Regions from separate parts of the Mus musculus genome. Here all the other regions are linked to region 4. A link is a contact called in public Hi-C and HiCAR-type data. All regions are on one chromosome and are shown on one strand. The core of a region is the stretch at or near the end of the contact, and the rest is flanking DNA. Distances in the headings are between cores, read along the strand shown.

Region 1 (3,446 bases), core at 863-3,362, 430 kb after region 4:
ATATAGCAAAAAAAAAAAAAACCCCAAGGAGTAAAATATTGTATTACACAAATAATGAAATAAGAATAATGTGTTGCTGTCTGTAAATGATGTGCTCAATAAACCAGGCTACATCTGTATGACTCTAGGACCCAGATGCTTTAACTGATTTTTGTATGTCTTTCCAAAAGAAAACTGCTTTAAGTTTTTGTCCTTGTGGCCTGAATAGTAGTGATAACAGCTTTTTGTCACCACACAGTTCACACTGGCTTCTCACATTCTTTCTGCTTCTTAGTCTCCATCATAGTCTAAAGATGTATAATAATCAGCCTTACAGATCAGGGAGCTACTGTTATGAATATGGCTTGCCCAAAGACGTGAAGCTCAAAATAGTGAAGTCCTGAACTGGTAGTGTAGCTTAGTTGGAAGAGTTCTTGCCTCACACAAACAAAACCCTGGGTTTGATTCCCTAGTACTATAAAATTTGAGGGTGGTATTACCACTCATAAGGTGGTAACAAGACGACCAGCAGTTTAAGGTCATCTGTATATATATAATATATATATCGAATTTAATACAACCCTGATGCACATGAAGCTTAGTCTTAAAAATGATATTCACAGTGTATTCTAGAACTTGTATCAGTACTAGTTGTTCATGCAGTAGGTTTTGCATTCTGTCATTTTGGTTACCTGTGATCAAGTCTGTCCTAAAATCATTAAGGGAAAAATTCCAGAAATAATATTGAAAATTTAGATTACACTGTTCTGAGTAGTGCTTGCTGTTCTGGACACTATTATCACAACACAGGATGACAATTGTTCTATTTTATTGTTAGCAATTGTTCATCTCCTGCTGTTCCTATTTTATAAATTAAGCTTTATCTTTGCGGTATATCCTGTTTGACATGCATATATGTTTGGTATTCTCTGAAGTCCCAGGTGTCCACTGGGGGAAAAGTTCACAGTTTCTAAGGTGAGTTCTAGCGCATGCTAAATGAAATGAAGGGCCTTCTGCTTCTATTGCACAGTAAGCTTATTCAGACATATTCAGACTCCATTTTCTTAGATACACACAACTTCATGGGGGCTAGACTGTAGATCATTTAAAATCATCCCTGTAGTAAGCTTCTCAGTACAAACAGGAAAATATTTTGGGAAAAGGATTATCAAATTATTTTATTTATCAGGGAATTGAGAGCAAAGGGTCCTTAGCCTACATGTTTTGTTCTTGTTCCATAAAAGGGGCCCATTTTCCATTAGTTTCACCTCAAGAAGATAACACCTTAATTAAACTCCAGTGGGTCAATTTAATTAAAATGTGTCACTCAGATTCTCACAGGGGAACCCAGTATCCAGGAAGCATGCCTTCTGCTTCTTCTCTGACTGCTGCCGTATCTCAGACACTGTTCATACCAGGGCTGGGGATAGTAATGGCTACAGGCTTTGCACATGCCCTGTGCCTGCTAAAGAAAGTGTAGGCCTTCTCAAGACTAACAGTGAGGGTGATATTCAATAGAACATTAGAACACAGATTTTTGAATCAGCACTCAGTTTCTTTTCTAACACTACATTCACCAAGGGATCCCTGTCATTTCTGTTAAGCCTCATAAGCAGGAAGATGTTGAAGAAATATTTCATACCTTTCCCTTTTTACCTCCTTTCCTTGTCCATATCTCTTTTCCTTTGTCTCACCTGGTATATATATGAAATCCTTTTAGTAGTTACTTCCTGGAGGCTACAAGCAAAGACAGGAGAGCCTAGAGATTTATTAAAGATCTCCAGGTTCTGAGGATTCATTCTCATGACTGTCCTCTGACTCTCTAAATACATGGTTTTATTTTATGTCCATAGGCTAAAAGAAATTCAGATATATCCTGGAGATTATAAAAGAAACACAAGAGGAGTTTAATATTGACCTACAAAGCTAGGCAAGCCTCTAAGCAGCCCACTTCTCAGTATCTTCTCCTTTTCATTATGACACTGGCTTTATGGCTTTAGTCTCTATGTAAATATGAAATATTTGTTGACAAATTCAGAAATGACAGATAATATGATGCTCTCTAATCTGATGCCTTTGGGTGGGAAAATGTCTCTTTTGATTATCAACCCATGATCCTCTCCTACCCCATGACTGCCTGCCATTATCCCTCCAATGCTTGTTGTTTGGCTTTTTCTCCATGAGTACAGGACAACCAACCATTTACCTAGTGGTCTGCACTCTTGCACATATAGGTGTTCTGATAGTTTTCATTCTTGAAAACTGTCTTCCCTAGCATATTATGTCAAAAATTTGCATAGTCAACTAGTGAAAACTTGACAGTCAACTCGTGTTATGTAAGCTTCTTCACTTTTAACAGTCCACATTTTTTTTTCTAGTTTCTTTTCCAGGTTTTATTTCTTTTGTTTCATTATGGCCTTTTCTTTAAAAGATCCATGAAACAATTCTGATCTGTCTTTTGTTCCATATGATTTTATATTGCTGTTTTTGTTTATGTAAGATTGGTAAAATTTGAGGTCAAAGAGTATGCCTATTTTGTTTTAATAAATATTTGAGGATTGCCTAAGGAATCTGTGTAATTGTACTTTGATCAAAAGCTGCTCTTAGTTATTTTCTGGAATATTTGTTTTGGCTCATGGGTTCTGAGAGTTCAATACCTCTTGGCTAGATCTTGTACTGAAAAGGCTCATGGTAGAGAAAAACAGATTGCTACAGCAGCCAAGAGGGAGAGGGAAAGAGGGAGGGAGTGAAGGAGTAGACAGGGATGGAGGAAGGGAAGGAGTAGACAGGGATAGAGGGAGGGAAGGAGTAGACAGGGATGGAGGGAGGGAAGGAGTAGACAGGGATGGAGGGAGGGAAGGAGTAGACAGGGATGGAGGGAGGGAAGGAGTAGACAGGGATGGAGGGAGGAAAGGAGTAGACAGGGATGCCGGGAGGAAGGGAGAAGGGAGGGAGGGAAGGAGACACAAATTCATAACACATAAGAATGTGTGATCCTAAAATCCTTGAAGGAACATCCCTACCTTACCTTAAACCCATCCAGGAGAACTCACCTCCTAAACACCCCACCAGCTTCCAAGAGCTCTACAAGCTGGGGATTACTGAGTACACAATATTTGGAAGACAGTAAAGATCCCAACCAGCTACATTTAGTGGTGCTCTTATAATCCTAGCACTCAGAAGATTGGGGCACGAGTATCTCAACTTCTAAGATCAGCATAAGTCATGAAGTAAAACAACAAACAAACAACTACAAAAAGAAAAACCAACCAGCCACTAGTCACCAGGCAAACCAAAGTAGTAACCATAAAACAAAGAAAGATAGACAGACTGGTCTCCAATCAACATCTAAGTTTTACAAATTCTTTCTTTTGGCCAAATGTTTTTATATACATTTAACACCTTGATTAAGTACAAACTAAATTTACAGAATTGGGTAGTAAACAAATGATCAGAGATAGTATTAG
Region 2 (3,482 bases), core at 804-3,303, 290 kb after region 4:
GAACCAACTTTGCTCTAGTCAAGGTAACAGAGGAAAAACTGAATATTTAAATGTTACCCGGCTTCAGTGGCATCTTCATATGTGTTTGTCATTTCCTACTCTATACAGTAAAATTGGTTCCAAGCATACACTACAAGCTGTTCCTCTGTTTAATTATTAATTGGGAGAAAGTTTGTTTGCAGAACAGTTAAAACACATTTTGTGGTATGTACCGGAGCTGGAAGTAGCACCATAAGATGATGCTGCAAATATAGCATCCAGCTAAAATGTCAGTTCATGTTAACCATGGCTAATGCATGCCAGGCTAACACCCCTGAATAATGTCTGGCATATGGGAAACTTAACTCTTATCCTCCACTACAAAGTTCTCTTTATTGGTACTCGGACACTCATGCTTTTCATTAGTCATTCTATTTTTTTTTAAGAGGGAAAATATGAAAGTCTTAAAGACAAATTTAAGTGCATATTGCCTTGGAAATATCTATCTCTGAATTTAGAGTCCTCAAATCTCAAAAAAGAAAAAAAGACTGCTTCATGTGCTCTGTGGAAATACAGAACTAGTTTAGTGGCATTGACAATTTGAGCTAGAAAAATACTACAGAGCATAGAGATCCCATGCCTTTGTTTACCTGTTTGTCTCTAAAACACTTTGCAAGTTCTGAGATTTTTACAACAGCTCATAATGGTTGTGAAAAGACATCTATTTCTTTTTATTATCCTCATGGGAAGAAGTATATTGTTAGTATTTCTTTGATGCTATTGTGAGTGCCAAGAGAACATTCTTGGAGACAAAAATCAATCAGGAAGCCAGACCATCAAGAACTCCTAAAACAGACCTGAATTTGGGAGCATTCTAAATCTTCTAATTTTATTTTCATTAAAAGCATAGATTATATCACTCTAGGGATCCCTCTTCATGTAGGCTCCAGAACAACTAAGCTAAATTATGGAAAAGAGACTCTCAAATTATTAAGTTTTTTTTCATTTCATTTTCTATCTATAAATTTTAGTTATGTAATCATATGATTTAAAAGCAGTAAGATGAGTTATTAGATTGAGCAGGCCATTCTAATCCTTAACTTTGTTTCCCTTCTACTCTACTGAATTACTTCTTTCCAAACTTAAATCTACGTCAGCCTTGCACAGAAGGCTAAATGTACCTGTCTCATCTTTGTTCTTACTATAGTTGAACTCCTTCTCCTTCTCCTTCTCCTCTCCTCCCCTCTCCTCCCCTCCCCTCCCCTATCTTCTCTTCTTCTAGAAACCTGAAGTTACAGTTTTTGAATTGTATTCCAAAGATTTCACTTTTAATAGGTTACCAACAAACTCTGAAATATTTGGTACTAAAATTCAAGTCTTTTATCTTTTTTGTAAGTAAGTTTCTTCGTGGAGTAGGTTCCATGCGCCAAACTCAGTAACTAGGCAGAAGATGGCCTCAGTCCCACTCTGGAAGAGATCTGATCCCAATTCCCAATCTGATTGGTTTAGGTGAAGTCATGTGTTCATATAGATCCATCCAGCCTTATCAATAGGGTCATGACCATGAGCTTATTGTAGTAATACAGGGTATTGAGGCTCCTTAGGAAACATAGGAGACAAATAATTCTTGAAATAAAGCAGGTTACCAGATATGCTAATATGATGTCAAACAAAGGATAACTTATGAATTGTATTTCTGAATTCACAGAATCAACAGTAGCATTCCTTTTCCAATGTATGGCAATATGACAAAGGCTAGTAGGGAAAACTTAGCAAGGCATGCAGAGAGCAGCCAGGGTTTAAAGGATGAAACTGTTTACATTATGGCTTAACCATGGAACAGAAAGAGAAGGATATCCTCTTAGGGGTTTCTGATCTCAAGTGCCCAGATCTATTGAGCAATTTCACAATTAAGGTGTAGTTCAAACAAGATAAAACACAATCCTTAACTCTCTTTCCCCTCTGGGGATCTTACTCAACTGAACACACCCATTGAATTGTAACTGCTCTGGCAGGAGCATAGGATCTTACATGGGGCGTGTATCTTCCCATTCATCTATCAGACTATTGAGACAATGAACCCCAAGGAAGTGAAACTTCTCAAGGAAACTCATGCTGGGAAAGGAAGGGGCTGAGGCTCTTGTGCAAACCCAATAGAGAATTTGTTCCCCAGAGGCATTTTCAGTTTCCTGAAGGGTGGAGGCAGCTAAGAAAAGGCTGTGTGTAGGGCCACACCTTGACTACAGTGCATAGTTCAACATATTCCGACTTTCTATTTTGAATTGAATGTCACTTCAGATCATTATTCTGGCTAATGTGCCTGGGTTAAATAAATATCCTCTTTTTAAATTTCACTATCATCTTCACTCTTGGGTTGGCACACTGAGGACTCCTGAGCACGCTTAGTTTGTTATAGCTGTCAGAGCCTTGATTTTTATCGTAACAACTAAAGGAATAGTTTACATCTCTTTGAAAAAAAATAAAAACTGCTTAAAATTTAGAGTATGTCTTGTCAAGTCATAGAGAAAATAAGTGAATACCTCTAAATTAGAGATGGCAGAAGGGACTATGGGCACATAAGAAAGAGTCAACTGAATCTACACAAATTATGTCCTTTCCGGTTTCTAAAATTTTGACACTCTTGGTTCTTGACTGAACTGATCTTCCTGTAAAACTACTATCTACTAAATTCAGATAGCCTTGGGGAAGGATGTAGCTTTGGTAGTATTGTTTTTGCACATTAAGCAGTTTTATTCTTTTTATGTTTCTGAGTGTTATTGCCTGTATTTGTATCAGTGCACCACATGAGTTCAGTGCCTCCAGAAGGAGGTGTGTGTGTGTGTGTGTGTGTGTGTGTGTGTGTGTGTGTGTGTGTTGGATCCCCTGAGACTAGAGGTACAGATGCTTGTGAACTTCCATACTGATGCTGAGAATCAAGCACAGGTTCTCTGGTAGAGTAGTGGGTATTCTTAGCTTGAACCCTGGAAAGGACATTATTAAACTCTTTGGTTACTTGGAATTCATAACTTTATCCCATTATTTTTATAAATTAATAATCAGGTTCAATCAAAGGAAAGGATGAGAAGCAAAAGTCAATTTAAGTAACAGTCTTTGAATTTAGAGAAAATTTTTGGGAAATGGTCATTAAATGTTAATTGAAAAATCTCACTTCTTCAAATAAAGCAGACTCACCAATGTTCATCTTTGAACAACTGATAGGAACTAAGAATAACTTCTTAAGAAGCTCCAAAAGAAGACTTCTTTCCTTTTTGTCATTACTTATGATTGTGCAAAGTACAGTTAAATGACACAGGAGTAGAATATGTCATTGACTACTACAATGCAGTAGTTTAAAATATATAGAAAAATAATAAATGGTATGCTTGTGTCTAGGTGTGCAATATGAGCTTCTTCATTTTTCCATTGGATTTTTAAAGATGAAAGAACCCATAATTTGTTGTACAAATAAGGAAAACCCAGGGAACTAGAGGGGTATGTTTTAC
Region 3 (3,297 bases), core at 515-3,014, 330 kb after region 4:
TATTTCATTGAGGCCAATTCTTTTAGGTGAAGTTATAAATATTTGTTGAATCTATTTGCCCTGTACTTTGCTAGTAAGAATCTGGAAAGCAATAGTTTTGTAACAATTTAAATTGGAAAACATTATTCTACTGTTTGCTTAGATGCAGTAAAATAGAATCACAGCACAGGTGAGGCCAGTATTCATCTTAAGTCTTGACCTACTTGCGCTGGGATAGAGTCTAACAAACAAACTGCATGTCACTATGAAGCTGTTAGAATTTGTTGAATGGTCTAGATATTCAACTGTTAGGTTAGTAAGGAGTGTAGATTTCCTGGACAGAGCATACAAAGTCCTAAAATGAGTCATTATTCATATGACTATTTATTGCTCTGTGGATCATTTATTTTAAGATATTTACAGAGCTGGGAAACATACAGCAAATAGTAAAGCGTGCTTCCTACATAGACCCGATCACCTCAGTTAGAGTCCTGGGAACCCAGGTAAGAGCTGTACTTGGTAATTCAGACTCTGGGATCCCAGCTTCTTCAGGGAGATAGGATGGAGAAAGAGAAAAAATCTCCACTAGCTTCCATGCTGATAGCCTTGGTTTATTCAGCAATATAAAAGAGCCAGTCTCAAAGAAAAGTTAAGACCAACACCCAAAGGATGTTCTCTAAACTCAACAAATATATGAAGTTATATTCATGTCTAAATTTATATACCCATGTGGGCACACACACACACACACACACACACACACACACACACAAAAACACGTCATTACTATGTTACTGTAAAGTAAGTTTTTTGAAAATAAAATTTTATGAAAATTAAAAGTAGCACATGGAATCTTAACACCTACAGATTCACAGTGGTCATCAATTGCTGGCAAATCTCTGCTGGGCATCTCATGTAAGCTTGCAGGAACACACTCATTAGCTACTTTATCTCTTGTCATTTAATAGACTGTAAACGCATCCCATAAATAACACTATTTTAGTGTTATTTGCTCCACTTCCATACGGCTGAAGTAAGGCATGTATACAAACACATGTTTGTCATACATAGCTCACTTTTGAATGGGGATGAGGAACCTCCTAAGTCTGTCTGGCATTTTACTGAGTGGCATCCCTTTTATTTGGAGCTCAGTAAGGTGGACACTTGCTTTTATCTTCAATTTCCTTTCCTTTCCTTCCATTGTCCTATCAGATCTAGCATATACTTCATGAACTGAGTGACTGGCACATATAAATTACATCTGTCTTTACATCCTTTCCCCAAATGAAAGTTGTTTGTTTCTTTATTTTTTTGTAAAAACTCACTGCCTTTGGGTTATTACTACAAGGATTACATGAAGATGCTCAGACACAGACACAGCAAGACTTCTTGGTGAGAGACCCTTTACCAGTACATATATTTCATTTTGTTGGGAGATGCAAGGAGTATTTACACAAGTGACTCTCAGAACAGTTTGGAACCATACTATGGGTTGCAAGCCCAAACTGTCTATATTTAGCCAAATACACACAGAATGACTGTTACTTGAAACTCACCGGGAAAGAGTTTCATTTTCTTTGTTCTAACAAGGAAAACCTTTCTTTACAGAATATCTAATGGTTTGTGCAAATCAGGGGATAAACCCTGAGAAAAATACATAAAAATTAACTGTGGTTCTTATATAAATCACATAACCTGTTTTCAAGGATCAACTGCACACTATAAACAAACCGTCTTTATATCTTCCTCTCCATGGCCCTTGGCAGGGATATGCATTCCAGTTCTTGAAGAGGAGTTGTCTAGCTGGGAAAGCAGTTTATCTGTTCCCTAGGGGCCATTCTGGAAAACCAGTGTGCGTTGGCTTTCTTTCCATGACTACTAATTATGACCTGGAACACTGGGAAAAGCTGTTTCCAGGAAACTCCAAAGAAATGTACTTTTCAAAGTCTGTTTAAATGGAGGCCCACTTTGCTGAGAATTCCTCCCTTAGTCTGAGCATGTTGTTTCTTTCTAAACTTATTACCTGTGCTTAACATATGCACAATTTTCCCCATAAATAGGGGAGTGGTATCAAAGTTATTGAAGTAATTATTCTTAGTAATTATTCTTGCCTTATGTCATTCATATATAAATATATCATTAAAATCTGGAACAAGACAAGAGAATCTCTGATTTGCTTTTGTTCTAGTTCTCAATTCTTCAAAGGCCAGCCCTGGTTTTAGAGGATGTTCTCCTGAGCAGATCTGTAGGCAGCACACACTTAGTAATGATATGAGGTAAGTGTGTAAAAACTTGGCTAATATCATTTTAGGAAGCATACTCTGACAGATACCTTTATCCAACATTCCCAGTGGGTTGACTTAGACTATTGGTCTTATATGGAAGTCAAACTTTCAGACAAAGCTGCCTTTTCCACATTTCTTAATTCCTTCAAAATGCTCTCTGTCCCAGAGTCTTAGAATCAGCATCTACAGAGTTAGCCTGTGGTTTATTTTATCTCTTTCTATAGTCTTGCGGCAAGACTTTGATGGGGTTGCAACATAAGTTATATTGGTATTTGCAAATGTTGAAAGTTGACTCTGAAAACAAGAGAGCATGGTGTCTTATCTCGTACTGAGGCAGGTTTATGCCAAATGTCATCTCAAATTCCCTGGGTCAGGCTGCCCTTTGCCTCTGTAACAGGAAGAATGAAAGATAGGATACAGAGTATTACAAACCATTTTTGCTCTCAAAAACAAGTAGAAGGTAAAGCATTTCCAGGGTCATTGGATGCCTGTGGTAGGGATGAGAAGCCATCTATGGAGAAACCGCTATGCCCACAGCTCTGAGCTAGACATACCAGCATGGGTTTCAGTCCTCATTTAATGACCTTCTGTTAGTTGATGCTGTCCTGTACTTGAAAGCCTTATCAAAAATGATGTTCTAATCCACCTGGGATTCTTTTGTTTATTTAACTTTTTAGTGTGTGTGTGTGTGTGTGTGTGTGTGTGAATTTTACAGCATTCACCCCAAGCCCCCTCATCTTTCCATACATTTGTACACACCCTTTGCCCTTGCAAACTTCCCCACAGGAAAAAAAAAAAGCATCATTGTGGAAGCTATAGTGTGTCACAGTGAGTTCCAGAGTATACCCTAATGTCCACACTTCTTCAGTTACAAATATTCATTGCAAAGAGTTATTGGTCTTGTTTGAGGATTCTGGCTTCTGTTACACTGTCAATACTGGATACTCATGTGCACTCCTTGGATATCCGATTGTTGCCCTGTGCCATGGAGATTCTGCAGCTTTGGGTCGATAGGAGCAGCACCTTCATGGCT
Region 4 (3,575 bases), core at 1,033-3,532:
CAGAGAATTCCATGCCAATTCAACCTAAGCCAGCAGTGATTGGGTGACTGTCCCCAGAATCACTCATATTTAGTGTCTGAGCAAAGCTATTGGGTACTGGTAATTGTAGGCTGTTGGGTTGATGGCAGTTATTCTTAATGAATGACCCAAATCGGCAAGACTTCAAGGTCATGGGTCACTGGAATCTGTTGCCTGGTTTCTGTGGACAGCTGCTCACTTGGGGAGGGGAGGGGATATCCCTCACACTGACAGGGTGTGTGTGCAAGGGAGAGAGAAAAGAAATAGAGACCTATGAGAGCAAGGGCAGGAGCTTTTTGCTTATGAGTGAGCTGCGGACCAAGACATGTCCTATATCCTTATATCTTCATGGAGGGGTTGTATGTAAAGGAAAGAAATAGTTTTTTAACTGTATATTCTTTAACTTGTAAAAATAATGTTCAAAAAGCAAGAAGACGGAGAACCCCTTTCTTAGCTGTTCATGTAAACTCTGAGTGGTGTTGGTGCTTGCACACCCTACACTTCCGTCATGTTCTTTGAGACGGGTTCCTGACTGTCTGCTGGCAGTGATGCTTTGAGGTGGAATCTATGCTGGGCTTCAGGGGGCCCCTGCCTATCCCAGATCTCCACCTCTTGCCTCGGTGCCTCTTTCCAGTACTACACCTAGAGGTTTCCAACTCGGGCTCACTGTCACCTGCCTCTGAATCTCTCCCAGAGATTGTGCTGTGACCCAAATGTGAGTAACCCTTCTCCTGAGATTATTTCAGAAAAACAGCTTACAATTTAAAAACGTGTAAGATGAATTAAAAATAACAAACAAATAAAAATCCTCCCTAAATGGAAGCGCACACACAGCACAATGCAATGGAAGCCACATCGCAATCACACAAGAAAGCTGCAAGTCCTGAGGCTTCATTTAAAATAGTGGGTCCCTCCCGAGTTCTCAAAAACTAACATATTAATTCCCAAACAAACTTCTTTGTACCTAATGCTGACAGGCAGACAGGCGGTGGGGGTGGGGCGGGGCCTGTGAGAAGGGGAGCAAGGCCAGGGGACCGCTCTGCTGCACCAGCTTGGGTTCCCGGCCCCGGTGATGGAATTATTGTTTATTTTTTTAATTTTCCAAGGTAGGCCGATGACAGCTGAAGAAGACTGTATTTGCGGAGGAGCAGCATGAGGGTAGAGAGGAGCAGAGCTCCTGAGGGAAACCTAATAGTTCCTCTCCTTCCTGCACGGAGATAAAGACTTATAATCAGCGTCTATGTTCACCATCTGGCTCTGCGCATGTGGTCCGTATGGAGGAGAAAGCCGCACAATCTGTAAGTGATCAGGAGCCATGGCGCTCTCTCCAGAGAATCCACGATGCAATCAAGGTGACAGATGGCACGGCCACTGCTGTGGCCTCATGGAGAAGATCAAAATCACCTTCAATAAACTCTGACTGAAATGGGCATGAGCACCTCGAAAAAGTCAGTTTGTCAGTCAAACTGCGACAGCGCGCTGCACTGGGGAACCACAGCGGCCAGCTCTCTGTTTTCAATCGTTTCCGTCTGACTGGGCCTGAACTATGATCCTTCTCAAATTGTCCTTTCTGTTTAGCTGAAGCAGGCCAGCAAATTGCCAGATTCATTGCTTTATTGAAGAAAATTGAAAACACGATGTCCTCAATTCCGAGGACGCACAGCTGGCAGGTACCCGGGACACCCAAACGCAGGGAGAGTGGACCTGGTTTCTGCAGCCGGAGTTTGCCCAACTTTAGGCGGATATTTTTGAACGCAAATATAAAATGCAAATGTGTACGGGGCAGTGGTTATGTAAACGGTATTAAGTAACCAGTAAGTGTTGTAGAATGGAGACGTGGCTACAAAGAAAGGAAGAAAGGAAGAAAGGAAAGGGGGAAACTCCAGCAGGGAGTTGTCTCTGCGAGTTCAGAGCAGGTTTCTTTCTTGATAGAGCTAGTGTGTTTTCTTTCTGTATCTGTTTACTATGTGGAGGTTCCTTTGGGTTTGAGCACAAGGTTGAAGAAATGCAGAGATACTGTTTTGTTTTGAGCAAATCACAGGGAATCTGCAGGGGTCAGGAAGTTTAAACAAATTTCCGTTTCTCCTAACCCCAGAGGAAAAAAAATTAGAAGCCCCAACCGCTTATAAATGGAGGGAAATGAGGAACAGCTAACCTGCAGTGGGACTCAAATCCACTACCATCTTTTGAGAAGTAAGGACACTGATTTCAGGTCAGGGAGGGCGGGTCCTGATGAGAGCAGGCGCCCCTCTTCCTCCCTCCTGATCCCTTGGCACAGTTCCACTGTTGTTCTTCCTCCCAATCGCCAGGACCGGAGATTGAAAGCAAAACTAGACTTTTCCAATCTTCTTTCTCTAAAGTTTCCAGGATCTGTGTCTGGTCCTGGAGTTTTCTATTACAAGCTGGCTGAGGGAACTTACCCCTTCTAACTTTTCGTCCATTCTCTTTTTAAAAAGTTGTAACCTTCTAGTTAATGTTGCGGGCTTGCTTCATTTAAGATCCAAACCCTGCTCCTGCTTCATCCCCCACAATGTAAACTGTTTGACAGCTGAGAAATACTGAGTCACCCGGCCCTGGATTTCCATGGGAATTCTCTACTCTTATTATAGGTACAATTTGAATGCCAGGATTCTGGTGCAGTGATATAGAAATGCATCTAAAGGGGACTCATCCTTGATTTGTGTATGTGAAATTCAAGAAAACACGGGGAAAAGCTCCTATTTTGAGTGACAGGAAAGTCTTGCTCTTTGGGGGGAAGGACTGTGTTTTCACAGAGTATAAGAGTGGAGCTAACTTACTGCATATCAAAGGGAAGTGTGGTTTGTTAAGAACAAAAGACCCTTTGTGTTTTCTTGTTCTTTAGTAGGTAATACCTACTGAGTGCTGAGTACCCACTATGTGCAGGCTTTGCAGAATTGAGAAGATTCCCAGGGAGAAAATGTAGGTTTTAAAGCCCTCTTCGGGGCACAGAGCTCTCTGCCTGACCTTTCTCCCTTGACCTACCTCCTTGGGCAGTGGGGGGTGTTCTTGCATGACAACAGGGCTGGTGTTAGGCTGGTGGCTGCCTGCTGTTTTTACACAGGAAATGCTGTGTATTTTTTCTGTGGTCTTTGGCTTCCTGGAATAGCGACTGTTTAAAGACACATTCATCAGTGCTGCCACCAGGAGGGGTGGTAGGATGAGTCATCGCTCAGCAGCAGCTCCAGTTACTCAGGGAGAAAGAAATCTTTTGCTTCCTAACGGTGGCAGTTCTGAGTCTTTCTTTAAGAGATGGCCTACTGGACCATGACAGTATGGAAACATACTTCTAAAATGAGGTTTAGTAATTAGAGCTTGGCCCAAACTCAGATATTTATGCTCCAGTCATCTCTAGCATGGAATTTCTCTTGATCTGTGCCAGATACACAGCCATACACCATTAGTGTCCTTTAACTCTAAGTCCCAAACTAAAATCTTGCTTAGAGAAATTTCCTTGAGACAGTTTAAAACTCATGTTCATGAGCAGAGATGTCCTTAAAGTGCTGTATGTACTTGCTATATCCATCCATCCATCTCTG
Region 5 (3,261 bases), core at 385-2,884, 420 kb before region 4:
GCAGAATTCCCAAGTGCTCCCTGGTGCTCCCTGAGCCCCTCACACCAGTTCCCAGGAGCTACAGCTGCTCCAAGTGAGGTCCTTGGAGATTCTTGGCCTGGAGCCAAACCTACGCTGTCACAGCCCAGGAGCACCTGTAGACTTTCTCTGAGGACAGCCTATGAACATAAAGACATCTTACAGTTATTGAAACAAAACAAGAAAACCAAAGGCAGCACAATTCCCAAGCCTACAGGGCCTGCAGTCACTTGAATGAAGGACTTAAAATCTAGAGAACTGACAGACCTTAGATATTTATCAAGAGACTAGAAATTAAGTCCTTGAAGTCTGTTGTCTGGGCCTTGAATTAAAAAGAAAATTATACCTAGTTCTCCATTCTGCTTTGTTCAGACACAGAAAATAACATTAAACAATCAAGAGGTCTCATGGGCAGACTAGGGGATGGTATAGTATCTTGCTGACCAGCTCATTTGTCATAGAACCTTGGTGGCTTGGTGACAAATACTATATAAAACTATAGCCACACCCATAAATGCTTCTATTTGATCTCTGACAATACATTTAATTTTTTTACTTTACTTTTTTGGAATACCTTTTTACCTATTCTTTGACTACTTCATCCATATATATATAACATATTTTGATCATTAAATATCCCTAGATCCCCACTATCTCTCTTTCCAAGCTCCCTCCAAGGCCTCTTCCCACTTCCTGTTTTTCCCCTGACTTTTTCTGTAACCCACTGAGTGTTATTACTGCCACCTGCTGGAGTACTGCCCACTCTTGTTTGCTTGATCTTGTGTAGATCTTGTGTTACCACAGCTGCTTCAAGTTCATATGTGACACAGCCATGCTATGACAAGAGCATGAATTTCACAGCATTCCTCTCCATCCTCCCACCCTCACATCCTTTTTGACTCCTCTTCTAGCTTCCAAATCAGTGGGGTTCTACAGAGCTGCTTCATTAACCCTTAGTTTTGGTTGCCCTGCTGCTGACAGTGGGTTTCATGACTTGTATTTTCATAGCTATAATCAGTTGTTTTTATTTTCTTTTCTGCATCTGTGTAGCTCATAGTTCATTTTGTTGTTGTAGATAGCTGAAAGCCTAGCTAACGTCCTAGCTAATGACTGATCATTTTATGTTGCTGAGAAACGAATCTGAGTTCAGCTTGGAGCTTGGTTTAGAGGTTTAACGGTAGCACAAGCTGCTGGTGGTATTTTCCTCTTTTAATCTGGACACTGGAGAGACAGAGGGAGGCAGATCATAGTGGGTTCTAGGCCCAGCCCTGGGCACATCATGAGTTCCAGGACAGCTAGAGTGAAACCCTGTCTCAAAATAAACCCAGAACAATAATGTTGGTGACGGTTGGTGACTGACAGGGATATTGGTAAAGATGAGGGTATTAAGACTAGGTTTCTTTTTCTTTTCTTTTTTTTTTTTTTCACTTCTCATCAAGGAGACTTCATTTTTATTTTTCACCTGTGTGATTTCCTTGCATGTATGTCTGTGTATCACATGCATGCATGATAATGGAGACCAGAAGAGACTGTCAGATACCCCTGGAACTGGACTTACAGGTGGCCGTAAACTGGTGCTACGTGTGCTTGGTGCAAGGAATGGAACCAGAGCCACTGGTTCACCTGAGCAGTGACCCAGGTGGTAAACAGAGTGTGACTTGTTTAAAGTCAATATAGAAAGCCAACCTGGAGAGTCAGATACCTGAGAACAAACAGGGTCTTATATACAAGGATACTAAAGATGATACAATTTGTATGCTTTAGGAACATCTGTAAAATGCTTTACATTTTTAAGTCTTATTTACTTGTACACATGCATGTGGAGGCCAAACAACTCCTTTTAGGAGTTTTCTCCTTCCAGCACATGAGATCTGAAGACTGAACTCAGTTTATCAAGTTTGGGGGCCAGCACTCACTCTATGGGCGATTTCTAAGCCCCTTTTATAATTCTGAAAAGGATTTTGGCATGCCACCATGTCAGCAGTCAATATGTAAAGTATTTTGGCATTTGTGTCCTTTTTAGTTTACAGTTAGTTTGTACCTAGAGTAAAGTTTAACACACTCTGCGAGCAGCCTGCACTTTTCACTGCTTTCCCAAAGGCTGGCAGATACCAACATGTTTGCTGAAACCGTTTCTCATTCCCTTAATAAATAACAGAGATTGCAATGGTTAGTGTTAATTGTCAATTTGACAAAATCTAGACTCCCCTGGGAGATGGACTCTGGGAGTGTCTGTAATGAATAATTATATCACTTCTTCTGGGAAGATCAGCACATAGTGACTGACATGCCTGTTACATGATCATGGTTCTGTAAACATGAGAACTGGGGAGTCAGGGTTCTTTCTTCCTTTTCTGTTTCCCGAGAGTGGGTGTGATGTGAGCATATACTTTAGACTCCTGCTGTGTTGATTGCCATGCTATCATGAACTGCACCTGGAACTGTGAGCTAAAATAAACCATTTCTTCCTTGAGTTGCAATTTTTTTCCAGTTTGTTTCATCATAGCAATGGAAAATAAAGTAAGAGATGTTGGCCACAAAATAGCCTGGGTTGTTCTGCTGCTGGGCAGTCATTGCTTTAGCTAATGGAGACAAAGAGTAGACAACAAAATGCTCCAAGGTAGAACAGTAGTTACTAACAAACTGTATTAGAGCACAGGAGAGCAGCCACTATAAAAACAGTATTTTCAAAACAACTCCAAGCCAGGCAGTGGTGGCGCACGCCTTTAGTCCCAGCACTTGGGAGGCAGAGGCAGGCGGATTTCTGAGTTTGAGGCTAGCCTGGTCTACAGAGTGAGTTCCAGGACAGCCAGGACTACACAGAGAAACCCTGTTTTGAAAAAAAATCTCCATAGGGTAATTCTAATATCAAAGAATCCCTTCTAATAAGCAAAAGGAACAGCAATGTGTCTTGCAAAAGCTAATTCCTAAAATGGCAGCATCTACCTTCCTTCTCTGGAAACAGAAGATATAATCCATCTCTCCTCCAGGGTTCTCATAATCCAGAACCGGAAATGATAAAGCTGCTTAGAGTGGGTAATTCCATAAAGAAAAGTAGGCCAGAACCTGAGATGGAGGGGGGACATTTGTGACAGCAGCCACACTTTCTCCCCCCTCTTCTCCTCCCTCCCTCTTTCTTCCTTTCTCTGTCTCCTCCACCTATGATCAACACACATCCAGAATCTTTTAATTGCTATTCAGAGCAAAAGGTCCCTTTATCCTTTAAAACATGTCTGTCAGTTT
Region 6 (3,785 bases), core at 1,187-3,686, 420 kb after region 4:
GAAAAATATCCACTTCTTTAGTTTCATTCTATATCTTTTCTACCCACACCCTATCCCATATGTCTTCCCTCATTATAAACATATCTTAAAATCATTAGAACTCAGTGGGTGGCCGAGATGCATTGGAGAGCAGCTCATAATTAATATAAACCTCTTGGGGGTAGTTCTAGGATTTAATTTGATTTACACACACACACACACACACACACACACTCACACTCTCTCTCTCTCCCTCTCTCTCTCTCTCTCTCTCTCTCTCTCTCAACAGAAATTGGACAAGGCATTTAATTATGAAAGCACATTCCAAAGTATGTGGCCACAGTGATAAAACTTCCTCTCTGTAGTTGTCACATAATTTTAGGTGTGTTCTGTTAATGATCCAACTAGAACACTGGTTTTTCTTAAAGAATCTGGAAACTTAGACTTAAGCTTTCCTTCCCCTGTCTCGTATACATCATGGATCAGGTAGTGGCATCTGCTGGCAATGAATGATATTGCCTTCTAATTCTATAGGTGAATTGGCTGTTCATAATAATTCATTCCTGAGTAGCAGGGTTTTCTTTTCCCAAAACAAGTGTATACACAAAATAATAAATAACAATATGGGTGGTACTGGTGTTGTATAGAATACCACATGAGGAGAGGAGAAGGTAAACTTGAAATGATTATAAGCATCTCTGTTGCTTTGTTTTTCACATTCATATCAATAGTAAAAATATCAGGGAGGTTCACACACATGCCAGGTCCCAACACTGGTGTAGGTGAGCCTCAAAGAAATTCCCAATCCCAGAAAGTAGGTAGAATGACTTGGTGTTTGACACACATAAACTAGTTAGAAAGGAATTTAAATGGTGATGAATATTTTTTATATAGTGCCACATGTACACAGCTTCAGTTTTTCTGAAGACCAAGTTTCCTATATTCATCAAAAGTCATAAAAGAGTTGAGTGTGGGTAACAATGACCAATCATCCTGTAACTCTTGAGACTGAAGCTAACAGGTCATGAGTTTAAACAGTCTGGGCAATGTAAGGCTGTTTCAGATCAGGGAAAAATTATATCAAACAAAACCAATTTAAAAATGTATGCTATTTGACTTAGCAGTACCAGAGTTAGTAACACATTGTTAGAAAATAATCAGAGATGTGCTTAAAGATTTATTAAAATATAGTTATTTTATCTCTGTATACATATATGATGCCTATTATAGTATTTATTTTATAGTAAAATATAAATTATCTAAAATAACTAGTAACAAGGTGTTTTCAACATATTATGATATGTCCCTTTAGTAAAACTGTATTCACCCACTGAAAATACAGCAACATTTGATGGTATGAGTAAATGTTTACGTTACATAATTAAGGAAAAGATGAGTGAACAATACTGTATGATGTCTTTGTGAGAGGTAACAGTCCATACATGCATATGTCAGTACGATGTGGTTGCACAGGAGATGTACCCACATGATAACCTCACACTGATTTACCCACATGATTATCTCATAGTGACTTTCCCCCTCATCTCTAGTTTTATAACGTTTCTACAGTAGGAATATACCACCATTAAAATTGAAACCAATTTATATATGTTAAAGATTTGTTTATTTTTGTTTTATGTGTATGAATGTTTTACCTACATGTATGCCTGTGCCCATGGAGGCCAGAAGTCAGGACTGGATCCACTAGAACTGTAATTATAGATGGTTGTGAGATGACATGTGGGTACTGGGGACCTGAACTCAATAGCAAGTGTTCTTAATTGCTTACTCATCCTGCTACCTCCGAAACTAGTATATCCTTTGAGGAAAAAAGATACAGCGAAGTAAACACCCCCAGGGATTCTGATTACAAACAGACCATTCAAGAAAAACAAAACCAGAGGGAACAAGACGAAGATGCCATTGGCATAAGGGAGCCATGCTGGCACACTGCATAAAAATGGTCTTGAAGGCATGTAAAAGGATATGTTGTGTCAGACATGTGTGAATCAAGAGCTCAACTATGGTATCTCAAGATTAGCACTAGAATTTAAATCACCTTTGCACTCAAGAAGCCATAAGAGAGTGCAGAACAAAAGTTACGTTTGATTCTAAGAAATTATACTACCCTGGGGAAGAGAGATCAGGTTTAATTAGTACTAGGTCATTGAGCCTCTGGATTCTTCATCTTCCTTTGATGACACTCACCTGGCATTGCTCTGAAAAGTTAGAGAACCATTTGTCTAACAGTCAACACACATTCTCTAGTCTATTAAGCGTTGCTTAAGGCTACTCATGTACTTGGAACAAGATGGAGAACAAACAAAACTAAACCAACAGATGGAACAGAGATCTTATTTACCTAATTTTCCTTCAGGAAGCAAGACTGTTGAAGGGAACAGAAGGCCACACTGGCCAGTTTATGTTTAGACAGTGTGGCGCTGATAAGGATCTCTGGTATAAATCAGCCAAAGCATGACAGACGCTGGACATCTGGGGGACCTGGGGCAAGTGGTGATAGAATCTAATATGTAACTATTTCTGGCAGAATGACACTTTTTGAGGATTTTTATCAATATGGCCTTTGCCTTTGTCAGCCCTCCCATATGTGTCTGCTTGTTTGCCTGTGTGCCTCTGTATGGCCTCTGTGATGCCCTGTGACTGTCTCTATGCCTATCTGTATGTTGGAAGTGCAACGATGTGTGCTCCGGTGCCTGGTAGAATGTGGCTGCCTAGTAGCCTATATCCAAGTGAATAAAGTACTGTGATTATTATCTGCCCACAGCTTTAATTAAGCTCTTCACCTGCCAAGCATCTCACAGCTCTCTTTCTTTCCTAGCTTCAGACCTTAGATCTTAGTACTATAACTTCAAACATCTCCTTAAATTGAGATTATTTGCAATATATAAGTGTTCTAAATCTTGTAAAAAACATTTGAGGTTGGAAAGCTTGGGGAGAAAAGACCAGTGTATTAGAATCAGTCAATTCTGTAATGTACTAGCATTCTTGGATCTTGGTGTCACTGTCTGAACAGTGAGATAAAGACCGGATGTCCTTGAAATGACATAGGATAGGCTTGAAATCACCTATCTCTCCAGACTTGATGTTTATACCTAATTTAAAGCTTCTGTCTCTTCTCTTATATGCCTTCCCACAACTAAATAAGGAGCTGTGGAGGGGAATGAAAGGCATAGAACGCTTGACGCTTGACTGAGGGGTGGTGACCTGGCTCTTCTCCCTTTCCCTAGGGCATCTGTATGGACTGTATGCTCAAAAGCCTAGAGAGAACTTTAGCAACTTTTTATTTATCAAGTTCATTTAAGAACCATTAAATAGGTGCTTTTGTACTTGACATTTTGCAAAGACTCAGATGAATAAAGCTTAAAACTCCCTTTTGTCAGAGAGCTTTGTAGTGCTTCTTGTTTTATATCTCTATAGACTGAATTTCTCACTTGCCTTCTGCTTTCTCTTGGCTTTTAAGGAAAAAGTACTTTAATGTAAGTTGATTATATATGTGTGTACACACATATACATATATATGACAGAAATGCTGCAAACCACTGGGCTGGTTTGGGAGACAGAATTGTGGTAGGTGATATAAACTGTCAGTACTTTCTATTGCCATTGCTCTGACTTTAATCCAGTTTGCTAACATCATTTACATGAACGACTATAATACATTTTTTTTCTTATTTTCTCCTCGTGCTGTTGGCATTAAAACCAGAGATCTACTTAAAATTCACTTTGGAGAATGTCTTTTGTTCACAATTGTATACCTAATATCTAATTAAATTGAATTAGATCTG

Evidence for each region. Hi-C and Micro-C count contacts between places; a contact is called where the count stands out from the background. HiCAR-type assays count read pairs that join an accessible place to other places.
Region 1: a Hi-C map of liver shows a contact between it and region 4, with 2.6 times the contacts expected there. The contact joins two enhancer-like sites. A contact is called at or near these places in 2 of 484 Hi-C or Micro-C datasets (cerebellum and liver) and 3 of 115 datasets of contacts at active chromatin or transcription factors (differentiating embryonic stem cells, embryonic forebrain and embryonic stem cells).
Region 2: a HiCAR-type map of embryonic stem cells shows a contact between it and region 4, with 3 times the contacts expected there. The contact joins two enhancer-like sites. A contact is called at or near these places in 4 of 484 Hi-C or Micro-C datasets (embryonic stem cells and liver), 7 of 115 datasets of contacts at active chromatin or transcription factors (embryonic stem cells and hepatocytes) and 1 of 9 other capture datasets (embryonic stem cells).
Region 3: a Hi-C map of uterus shows a contact between it and region 4. The contact joins two enhancer-like sites. A contact is called at or near these places in 6 of 484 Hi-C or Micro-C datasets (bone marrow-derived macrophages, liver and uterus), 6 of 115 datasets of contacts at active chromatin or transcription factors (cardiomyocytes, embryonic stem cells, heart atrium and 1 more) and 1 of 9 other capture datasets (embryonic stem cells).
Region 5: a Hi-C map of liver shows a contact between it and region 4, with 9 times the contacts expected there. The contact joins two enhancer-like sites. A contact is called at or near these places in 14 of 484 Hi-C or Micro-C datasets (the 3T3-L1 cell line, cerebellar granule neurons, cerebellum and 6 more), 9 of 115 datasets of contacts at active chromatin or transcription factors (astrocytes, differentiating embryonic stem cells, embryonic fibroblasts and 6 more) and 1 of 9 other capture datasets (embryonic stem cells).
Region 6: a contact with region 4 is called in a Hi-C map of cerebellum, with 2.6 times the contacts expected there. The contact joins two enhancer-like sites. A contact is called at or near these places in 6 of 484 Hi-C or Micro-C datasets (cerebellum, embryonic fibroblasts and liver) and 7 of 115 datasets of contacts at active chromatin or transcription factors (cardiomyocytes, differentiating embryonic stem cells, embryonic fibroblasts and 4 more).

The regions. Positions count from the first base shown.
Region 1 is chr3:18,190,662-18,194,107 of GRCm38.p6, reverse strand. All of the region lies in intron 1 of Cyp7b1 (cytochrome P450, family 7, subfamily b, polypeptide 1), which reads left to right. Among named protein-coding and RNA genes, the nearest start is that of Gm23686, 15 kb to the right of the region's middle. Within about 2 kb of position 2,112, at least 4 of the 459 cell types and tissues checked have an H3K27ac peak or open chromatin away from gene starts, as enhancers often do. A contact at or near this core is called in liver, where this site is marked.
Region 2 is chr3:18,337,937-18,341,418 of GRCm38.p6, reverse strand. No RefSeq gene overlaps it. Among named protein-coding and RNA genes, the nearest start is that of Cyp7b1, 96 kb to the right of the region's middle. Within about 2 kb of position 2,053, at least 19 of the 459 cell types and tissues checked have an H3K27ac peak or open chromatin away from gene starts, as enhancers often do. A contact at or near this core is called in embryonic stem cells, where this site is marked.
Region 3 is chr3:18,298,203-18,301,499 of GRCm38.p6, reverse strand. No RefSeq gene overlaps it. Among named protein-coding and RNA genes, the nearest start is that of Cyp7b1, 57 kb to the right of the region's middle. Within about 2 kb of position 1,764, at least 18 of the 459 cell types and tissues checked have an H3K27ac peak or open chromatin away from gene starts, as enhancers often do. A contact at or near this core is called in neural progenitor cells and uterus, where this site is marked.
Region 4 is chr3:18,623,603-18,627,177 of GRCm38.p6, reverse strand. Gm30789 (predicted gene, 30789) reads left to right here. Exons shown (of 4, transcript NR_166210.1): 4 at 1,125-3,575. Among named protein-coding and RNA genes, the nearest start is that of Gm30723, 8.1 kb to the right of the region's middle. Within about 2 kb of position 2,282, at least 196 of the 459 cell types and tissues checked have an H3K27ac peak or open chromatin away from gene starts, as enhancers often do. A contact at or near this core is called in cerebellum, embryonic stem cells, kidney and 3 more, where this site is marked.
Region 5 is chr3:19,043,639-19,046,899 of GRCm38.p6, reverse strand. No RefSeq gene overlaps it. Among named protein-coding and RNA genes, the nearest start is that of Armc1, 120 kb to the left of the region's middle. Within about 2 kb of position 1,634, at least 4 of the 459 cell types and tissues checked have an H3K27ac peak or open chromatin away from gene starts, as enhancers often do. A contact at or near this core is called in kidney and liver, where this site is marked.
Region 6 is chr3:18,208,447-18,212,231 of GRCm38.p6, reverse strand. All of the region lies in intron 1 of Cyp7b1 (cytochrome P450, family 7, subfamily b, polypeptide 1), which reads left to right. Among named protein-coding and RNA genes, the nearest start is that of Gm23686, 33 kb to the right of the region's middle. Within about 2 kb of position 2,436, at least 3 of the 459 cell types and tissues checked have an H3K27ac peak or open chromatin away from gene starts, as enhancers often do. A contact at or near this core is called in cerebellum, where this site is marked.